Linked DNA regions of Rattus norvegicus: region 2 is linked to region 1. Evidence: chromatin contacts called from public Hi-C data. All regions are on one chromosome and are shown on one strand. The core of a region is the stretch at or near the end of the contact, and the rest is flanking DNA. Distances in the headings are between cores, read along the strand shown.

Region 1 (4,633 bases), core at 1,568-4,067:
ACTGTCCTCTTTCATTTTTGTTTTTGTTTAAGCACTGAAGTATCATTTAGTTTTAAATCCTATCTTCTCTGTATCTGAAAGAAATTAGAAATGCTAGTTGTTTTCAGAGATTATCACTGAAATAACATTGTTTTAAGAATAAAGATCTCGGGGTTGGGGATTTAGCTCAGTGGTAGAGCGCTTGCCTAGCAAGCACAAGGCCCTGGGTTCGGTCCCCAGCTCCGAAAAAGAGAAAAAAAAAAGAATAAAGATCTCAATCTGTATAAAATTATATTGTGATATTAGCAAAATAGATAGTGATTATATCTGGAGATAGATACATTAGCAAAAGGGCTAAGGAGACATAATTCTAAGGGTTGGGACTACATGAACAAAACATCAGTCTTCCTCCAGAGAGTAAAGTGAGCGTCAAAGAACAGGCACAGACTGGGAGATGATAGCGTTTCTTCTGCAGGGTCTGGGGAGGCTGGTGGGACATAGACACGTTTCTTCTATCACTTGTAAACCCCCCTAGCCATAATAGTTTATAGATTTCCAGTGTCCTTATACTGTCTTTTCTCTGTCCTAACCCTGGATCTTTGTTGGGGACTAATGTTGTGCACTTACTGTCATGCATTTTGTAGAGCATGTCCTTGTTTAGAAGTGACATGTGACTGTGATCATGTGCCCTTCACAGATTATTTTATAAGAAAATAAGTGTATGTGTGTACCTGTATGTGGATGTATTTGGGTGTCTGTGCTATGTCCTCCCATGCAGAAGACAGAGGAAGACACTGGATGTCCTGTGTAGTCACCCCTTGCCTTATTTCCTTGAGATATAAGGCAGTCTCTTGGAGCTAGGGTAGAGGCTAGCAATCCCCAGGGATCTTCCTATCTCAGTTCCCTGCACAACAGTTACAGACTCACGGGGCCACACCCAGCTTTTTTGTGGGTGGTTACAAAGCTTCATACTCCAGTCCTCAGGTTTGAGCAGCAAGAACTCTGACGTTATCTAAGCCGTCTCCATTCCTGGGGTTAAGGACTGTTGTTGTATTCTATTATCATTTATCTTTTACACTATCACTGTAGTTGAACACACATAACATAAAAAGTAATGTTTTTACCTTCTCCATGTATATTCAGTGGCATTAAGTATACTCAGAATATTGCATAACAATTACCACTTTCCCTCTCTAGAACTCTCCCTTTCCCCCCCTGAAACTCTGTAGCAGTTAAATATACTCATCTCCACACCTTTGGGGACCACCCTTGTGCTTTCTGTCTGTGAACTGAACTGTCTCCACACACTGCATAAGTATTTGACTATATGTGGAGTTATGTGACGCCTGTCTCTTTGTAATGTGTGTGTTTCACTTAATGTGATAGCCTCAACCTTCAGTGATGTGTCAAGACTGGAATTGTCTTCTTGAAGGCAAAAACAGCATTCAGCTGTGTGTGTATAGCACTTTGCCTACTTGGGTTATTTCCATGTGATTGTTGAGAATAATGCTGCCACAATCATGGTACCTCTGGTCAAGTTCCTGCTTCTAAATCGCGTGAGTGTGTCCAGAAGTGGAAATGCTGAGTGACCTGTTGACTTTGTGTAAAGGTTTGTGGAGCTGTCATACCACTTTCCAGAGCAGTTACAGTGTTTCCATTGTATTGGGGCTTCCCTTTGTACTGCCACTGAGTTTGCATTTTAAACCACATTTCAAATTTGATATTAGAGAGAAAGACCTGGTTTAAGAACATAACGTCAGGATCGGGCTAGGAATATTTCTCATGTACAAACTGTCTTTTCTTTTCATTAGTCTGCTTATAGAGTAAGATTGATCATTCCACAGTGGGAGGGGTTGTGGGAAGAAGCCAGACAAGGTGGTTTTTTACCCTTAATCCTAGCACTTGCGAGTTAGAGGCAGGAAGATCACCAGTTCAAGGTCATTCCTGGCTGCAAGATAGAGGTCAGCCTAAGTGGTCAGTTAAGGAAATATTTGAGATTATGCTGCAGCTGATAGCTTGGTAACACTTTTAGGTAGAGTCTTCGCCTCCATAGTTTACATTGGGCATTAGGGAGCTGTTGAAAGTTCTTTAAAAGTAGATATTATCCCCTGGTCCTTCTCCGTGTTTTAGGAAGGGTACTGACAGATGTGTTGGAGGAATTAAGCACTAAGAATGTGCTCCATCCAACATGTCAGCTACCTCTGTGTCAGGGCCCTCGATAACGTGCACACACTGCCGTGGGTTCCTTAGAGCATGTTTGTGTTGAGAAGTGAATGCAACTGCGATCGCTGCCTATCATAATTTATTTTATAAATAATAAACAGTTTATGTGCCTCAGTCAGTCATGTGGCTATTATAATAGAATCAGGGACTGTTTGAGAATTACAGAGAAACTGAGATTGATAATCTCTAGTAAGATGATTCAAGGTTATTAATAGCGACAGAGAGGTGGGGTATGTTTACTGTCTTGGTAAGCGTGAGATAAAGAATAGTCTGCAAGGAAAGGGGAAAAGCACCCCGACAGACACTTGGAAAGAGCACCCACGGATACGGATGAGGTTGGACAAGCATGTTGTTTTTAACATGCATAAACACTCCTTAACTTTGAATCAACTCAAAGCATTCTTCAGACACTTACGGTGACATTTGAGAAAGGAAGATTTAAGAGAAGATAGAGTGTTGTGTGTTTTGAATTTTGTAGAACTCTTCACTTTCTAGGGGCACCTTGGCTGTTTAGTTGGAGTAATCCCAGGACCCTGCAGCCCAGCCGGCCCCATTCCTGTCTGCACTGCTCCCTTGCTGTGGGAGCTCACCAGCTGTTTGACTGGCAGGAGCAGGAGCGCTCACTTCAGGAGTTTATAATTCCTGGCTATTCTAGGACAGTTTGCACTTCACCAAGCCTCAGACAGGTCAGGACACTCGCAAAGAGAAGGTTGGAAGACAAAAGCAGCAGCAGGCCTTGGGTTCTCAGCCTTTTAAAACTACTGTAATTTTTTCAGTTTGGTGGTGAGTGTTTTAGTAATGTGCCTGTATTACATGTAGAGAGTGTTCACGAACCACGAGGAGTCTAAAATGTCAAAACCTGGAAAAGCTCCTGTGAACCATGACTTGGTTCCTGTTGATCTTAAAAGTGCAAAAGAGCCTCTGCCTCATCAGACTGTGATGAAGATATTTAGCATTAGCATCATTGCCCAGGGCCTGCCCTTTTGTCGGAGACGGGTAAGTCTGACATTTGAAAGCATGAACGTTTCTTTTAAGTGCTGTTTCTCTTCCGGTGAAGCACTGCTTCAGATCTCCTGTGTGTGTTTGTGAGGAAAGCTAGCAGTGCGTTGTGTAGCCAGGGAAAACTTGCACAGCAAGAGCGTTAGCGATGATCTGGAGCCTGACAGGGGTACCCACTCCACCTTTTGGTCTTGTCTGTTTTTCTTGAGATTAGAATCCTGTATACTTATCTCAAACTGGTAAATGTGAGAAAGATACCTCTTGAAATAGCTGATAAATATTAGGATCTCAATTTTGTGGCTTTTATTTTGGTGGAAAGCCAAAGCTGCCATTGGTATTCGCCTCGCATGTGGGAAATGCAGCATCTAGTGCTCTGAGATAGTTTATATGCAGCCACCCTGAACTAACTTTACAGAACTAGTGTTAATGTACAGTCAGCGTCAGAGCCAAGGGTGTTTTCAGTATGACTCACCGAAGCTGTGGTATTAGCAATTTGTGTTTCTTCACACTTAGCTGGTGCTGCCATTTTGAATTATTTGATAGTGATGTATTTATAGATATGAAATACGTTTATGATCCTGAACACAGTAGGCCCAAACACACAAGTGTGTCTGCGAGTCTGTGTGCCTATGCTGTCTGTCTGTCTGACTGTCTGTCTGTTTCTTTGAAAATAAACAAGAACTTGTTTGATCAGTGTTGTCTGTGTCTTGTAACTCTTACAGTTACTTTGTTTTAGCAGAAGGGGACAAGGAGAATAGTCCATAACAGGAGAAAACTAGTTTTGTCTATATACAGAGACATTTACTGGGACTTAAGTAAGCTTTGCAACTTCTGTCTAATTAGCTTAGTTCCTTTTGAGTGATTTCAACTTCTATCTGAAGTAAGTGGCAGCCATGTTGGAAGATTAAGTTAAAACAATGTCTTTTAAATTTTGAAACTAGGACCCAAAATGCTCTCTTGTCCTGTTTCTTCTCTTCTTCCTCTTCTACTTGTTCTGTCTTCATGGTTTCCTTGTCTTTCACCTGAACGTTTGAAAACTGCTGTGATGTGAGATCACTGCTCGCATTTGAGATTTTACAAGAGGCCTCTGACAGCTGTAGTGCCATTCGTAAAAGAAGTGATTAATTTACTCCTTCTGTAAAAGAAAATACCAACACAAATAAGTTTAAAAGACAAAAATTAGCAAACATAAAAACATGAGGCCTTTTTTACATTAAACAATTAAAGTATTAATAACCAAGTTAATTTTGTTCTCTTATTTATCTTGTTCTTATTTTGTAACGAACTTCTGGACTTTGTGTATTTGTTTAGAAACTACATAGATGCTGACCCTGTAGGAAGAATAAAGAGGACCTTGAGGTCCCGGCACATTTTCTGATGTCACTGCTCTGATTTTCCTAGGTTACTATGCTCAGTTATAGCCGTGCAGCTG
Region 2 (4,032 bases), core at 755-3,254, 370 kb after region 1:
CCCATCTGTAATGTTAGATCTCCACTGAAGCCAGAGATTCTCTTTTCTTGACTTCTTGACTGAGGCTTTTTTTTTTACCCTAATATCCTCCTACAAGAGGTAACCCTAAAACCATTTAGGAATCAGATCAGAGCCCAAAACACTGGGCGAGGCTGTCAAGAGGCCGGAGGGCCTTTGCTGCCTTCAGGCCAAACAGAAGTGGTTCCTTTCCTTTGGCCCAGCCGACTGACCCCCAGCTGCCTAGCCAATCTCTACCATCCCATCTCAGCCTCACTGAAGCTGGCGTGAGGATTTCACACACTACGGACCCTTTATTTTACAGAACTTCTTTCTACTCTCTGCATCTTGCAGATTTCAAAATAAACAAGTTCAGAAACACTGATTCTTTGCCCAGGGTCCCAGCTAACAGAGTTGGGGAAGTTCCTAAGCCATCCTTTCGAGAGATGAACAGACTGGAAGAACTGCTCACAGGCAAAGCTACTTTTACACCTACAGAGAAGTGCTCCCACTGCCCTGGCAGAGGAACTGCAGGAAACTGGCTTTAAGGGGAAGCCTGGAAACCCCTGCTGCTTGAAGATTCCGTGTGTTTCTGTCCTGGCAGGTGGATGGAGGACAGGACCCTTCCGGACACAGCCTTGCTTCTGTTCCACAGCAGGAGAAAGCATAGCTCTGAATCCATGAAATCCAAGTCCGCTCTCAACCTTGCTGTGGAATTGCAGTATGGTCTGTTTCATGTTCCCTAAATTGTTTGCAACAGGCAGCTGTGCTGGGTCAGAATCTCACAGGGGATTCTGAGATTCCAGACAGGGTAGGGGCTGGGAAGAGTACAATTCACATATGTGGAGCATCTGAGGAATTTAGGGGCTAAATAGAGAAGTGTTTGGATGCAAGCTGCTAAAATTCCTGGACCTGCAAAAGGTTCAGGAACAATCTCCAGTCCACCCAGGTACCCGAGACAGACCTTTTACAGGTGTTCAGTTGGACCTCCCATCAGTTGTAAACACATTTTATCCCAACATCCCTTAGAGATTTCCACAGGTGAGAGATAAGAACTTAAGTCTTCTTGGCTTTGCCAACCCAGGATTCAAATAAATCCCGGCTCTTTGACCCAAATGTGCATTTTTTGACGACAGTATATGGCTCCTCATGAATGGATTGATTCTAAAGCTAATGAATATACAAAGACAGGCTTTTCTGCAACGTGTACCCCAACCACCTATGCTCGGGCAATCAGAATAGCTGAGTTCACCCACAAGGGAGGATAGACCAAATAGGACTTGGATTTGAACCAGTTACATGAATTAATTTTTGTCTTGGGGTTCTGACAGCAGAATAAACCAAAAAGCCCATAATCCCATGATGAAATTATATCGTTAAAACCCTTGGCAGCTCAGCTATTTTACATAAAATATATGCACGGCTTCTGAGAATTTCTCTCCTCCAGCAAACAGGGCAGGAAAAATATATTAATAATGGCCAGAGTCTCTGCTATCATGCGGGTATTTATGGGACTTTATTGCTAGGACCTGTGCTGGCTTGGAAGTGGAAGGTAAATTGTCTCTGTGGTGGGAAACAATACGCTGGACGCTCGACCATGCAAATGAGGGAACTCTAAAACCAGCAACTTCCAATCACACACACCACGGGGGCACGCCAACATTTCTGGCACGTCTCTCCCCAGAAGAGAGCCAGGCGCGTTCCACAGAATCTTCTCAGAGCCCACATCAAAGGCTATGTGAAGCTCTGTATTTGGGACTTCTGTTTTGCAGCCGGCTCCCTAACATGGGGTGGGGTCATCTAGGGCAAATAACAAAACATTTTCACCAAAACGCCATAGTTGGAATTCCCTCCTGGGCCTGGGCTCCTCCCATATACACCCGGAGCACACTTTTCCCAGCCCTGCAGTCCTCTGGGTCCTCGCCTGGTGGGTCCCCACCCTTCCACCTGCTGCACACCGCACTGCCCAGCCCAGGCATGAAAGAACTAGAGGGACTGAGCCCGCGACACACCCTGGCTATCTATAGAACATGCCTCTGGGGGTTCTGCTGACAAGTCACTCGAGATCCTCCTTGGGCTTTATTATGTCACAGGAACCCTGGTTGGAATGCTGAGGATTAAATTCCAAGCCCTTCCCTGTGGGCTGGGCTCCTAGCCAAACACCGGGTTACCATCCGGGCTCTCGGGCGCCCCCTACTGAACGTTTTTGCCTCTGTATCTAGCACCTGCCTGGCTTCAGAGAACCCAGTCCCATAACGGTGTTTTGCTCCCTTCACCTCAGGAACACCTTTGTATAGAGAGAGCACAGATCCAGCCTTCAGATCGGCTTTAATTTCCGTCTCTCCTTGTGAATTTGGGCAAGCTGCCAATCTCATTGAGCCTGATGGCCTCTACCCGAAGAATACCTGAACTCAACTATCTGAGAGAGGAAGGCTGGCCCTTGGTCAAGGCAAGAAAAGTGTAAAAATGTCTTAAATGGACTGCCCTACCGTACTCCTCGCCCATGATGTAGATTTATAGTAAGTGCCACACAGGTCTGCGGCGTTGAATAGGTGAATGAAGATGCACAAGACTTCAGTGGTTTCTAATGCGCAGAAGTCACCTATTGTACTTACGATCTTGCAGAGAGCAACCACTGACCCTATTTCAGCATACCAAAGTGAGTTACATAGTGCTTTGAAAACACCAGCAATATTGGCAACATCCGTTGCCATTTTACTAAGAGCTTCGTTCTCTCTCTCTCTCTCTCTCTCTCTCTCTCTCTCTCTCTCTCTCTCTCCCCCTCCACCCCCGTGTGTGTGTGTGTGTGTGTGTGTGTGTGTGTGCGCGCGCGCACGCGCACCACTGTGGAGACCGAGCTCATTTTCTTTTGTTACATTCCAGCCCTTACTGAATATTTTTTTTTCACATTTCTAATTTCAGAAACAACCCTGGGGAGCAAGTTCCTCTGCCCTTTAGGGGTGAACACCTTGAATTTTTGATGATTCACTTGAGCCCCAAGTCAAAGAGCTGTGAGTGACTGAAGCTATAGGCCTCTTCCTCAATGTCTGGAGTCACTCCTTGACATTTTACTTTGAGTGTGTGTGTGTGTGTGTGTGTGTGTGTATGTGTGTGTGTGGTGTGTGTGTGTGTATAGTGTGTGTGTGGTGTGTGTGGTGTGTGTGTGTGGCTTATGTGGTGTGTGTGTGTAGTGTGTGTGTGGTGTGTGTGTGTGTGTGTGTGTGGTTTATGTGGTGTGTGTGTGTGTGTAGTGTGTGTGGTGTGTGTGTGTGGTTTATGTGGTGTGTGTGTGTGTGTGTAGTGTGTGTGGTGTGTGTGTGTAGTGTGTGGTGTGTGTGTGGTGTGTGTGTGGTGTGTGTGTGGTGTGTGTGTGGTTTATGTGGTGTGTGTGTGTGTGTGTAGTGTGTGTGGTGTGTGTGTGTAGTGTGTGTGGTGTGTGTGTGTGTAGTGTGTGTGGTGTGTGTGTGGTGTGTGCGATATGTGTGTGGTATGTGTGTGTGTTATATATGGTATGTGTGTGTATGTATGTGTGTGTATGGATGTTTTGCCTGCATGTATGTGTAGGCACCACCTTTGTGCATTGGCTTATCCTCTGAAACTGGAGTTACACTGCATGGTTCTAAGTTGTCATGTGGGTGCTGGGAATTGAACCCAGGTCCTCTGGAAGAGCAGCAAGTCCTCTTAAAAGATGAGCCATCTCTCCAGCCCTGGATTCACTATGTTTGCCCTTGACCTCCCTCTAGGCCTCCGGTGGATATACAAGACAGGTAATAATATGTCTCACTTCTTTCATGACATCAGTCACCTGGAGGACAGCACTGTGGTCATTGTTACAGGCCTTTTCTGGATCCTTCCAAAAGATGGTGAGTAGGAGGAGGGATTGGGAGTCCTATTCACCAGGAGCAATATGAGAAAAGCTATATGAGAATGTGTCAGATCCCCTGAGCCTTTCAAAGGGCATGAATGTTTACAGTCACACAGTAATGCCTCATGTCTGTCTCTGTTACGCACACATACACACACACACACGCACAC

The links. Hi-C and Micro-C count contacts between places; a contact is called where the count stands out from the background.
Region 2: a contact with region 1 is called in a Hi-C map of psoas muscle, with 4 times the contacts expected there. The contact joins two enhancer-like sites. A contact is called at or near these places in 4 of 12 Hi-C or Micro-C datasets (the Rat2 cell line, kidney, liver and 1 more).

What each region holds. Positions count from the first base shown.
Region 1 is chr2:172,552,819-172,557,451 of GRCr8, forward strand. All of the region lies in intron 4 of Fbxw7 (F-box and WD repeat domain containing 7), which reads left to right. Among named protein-coding and RNA genes, the nearest start is that of Dear, 43 kb to the right of the region's middle. Within about 2 kb of position 2,818, at least 7 of the 93 cell types and tissues checked have an H3K27ac peak or open chromatin away from gene starts, as enhancers often do.
Region 2 is chr2:172,925,132-172,929,163 of GRCr8, forward strand. No RefSeq gene overlaps it. Among named protein-coding and RNA genes, the nearest start is that of Fdps-ps3, 170 kb to the right of the region's middle. Within about 2 kb of position 2,005, at least 11 of the 93 cell types and tissues checked have an H3K27ac peak or open chromatin away from gene starts, as enhancers often do.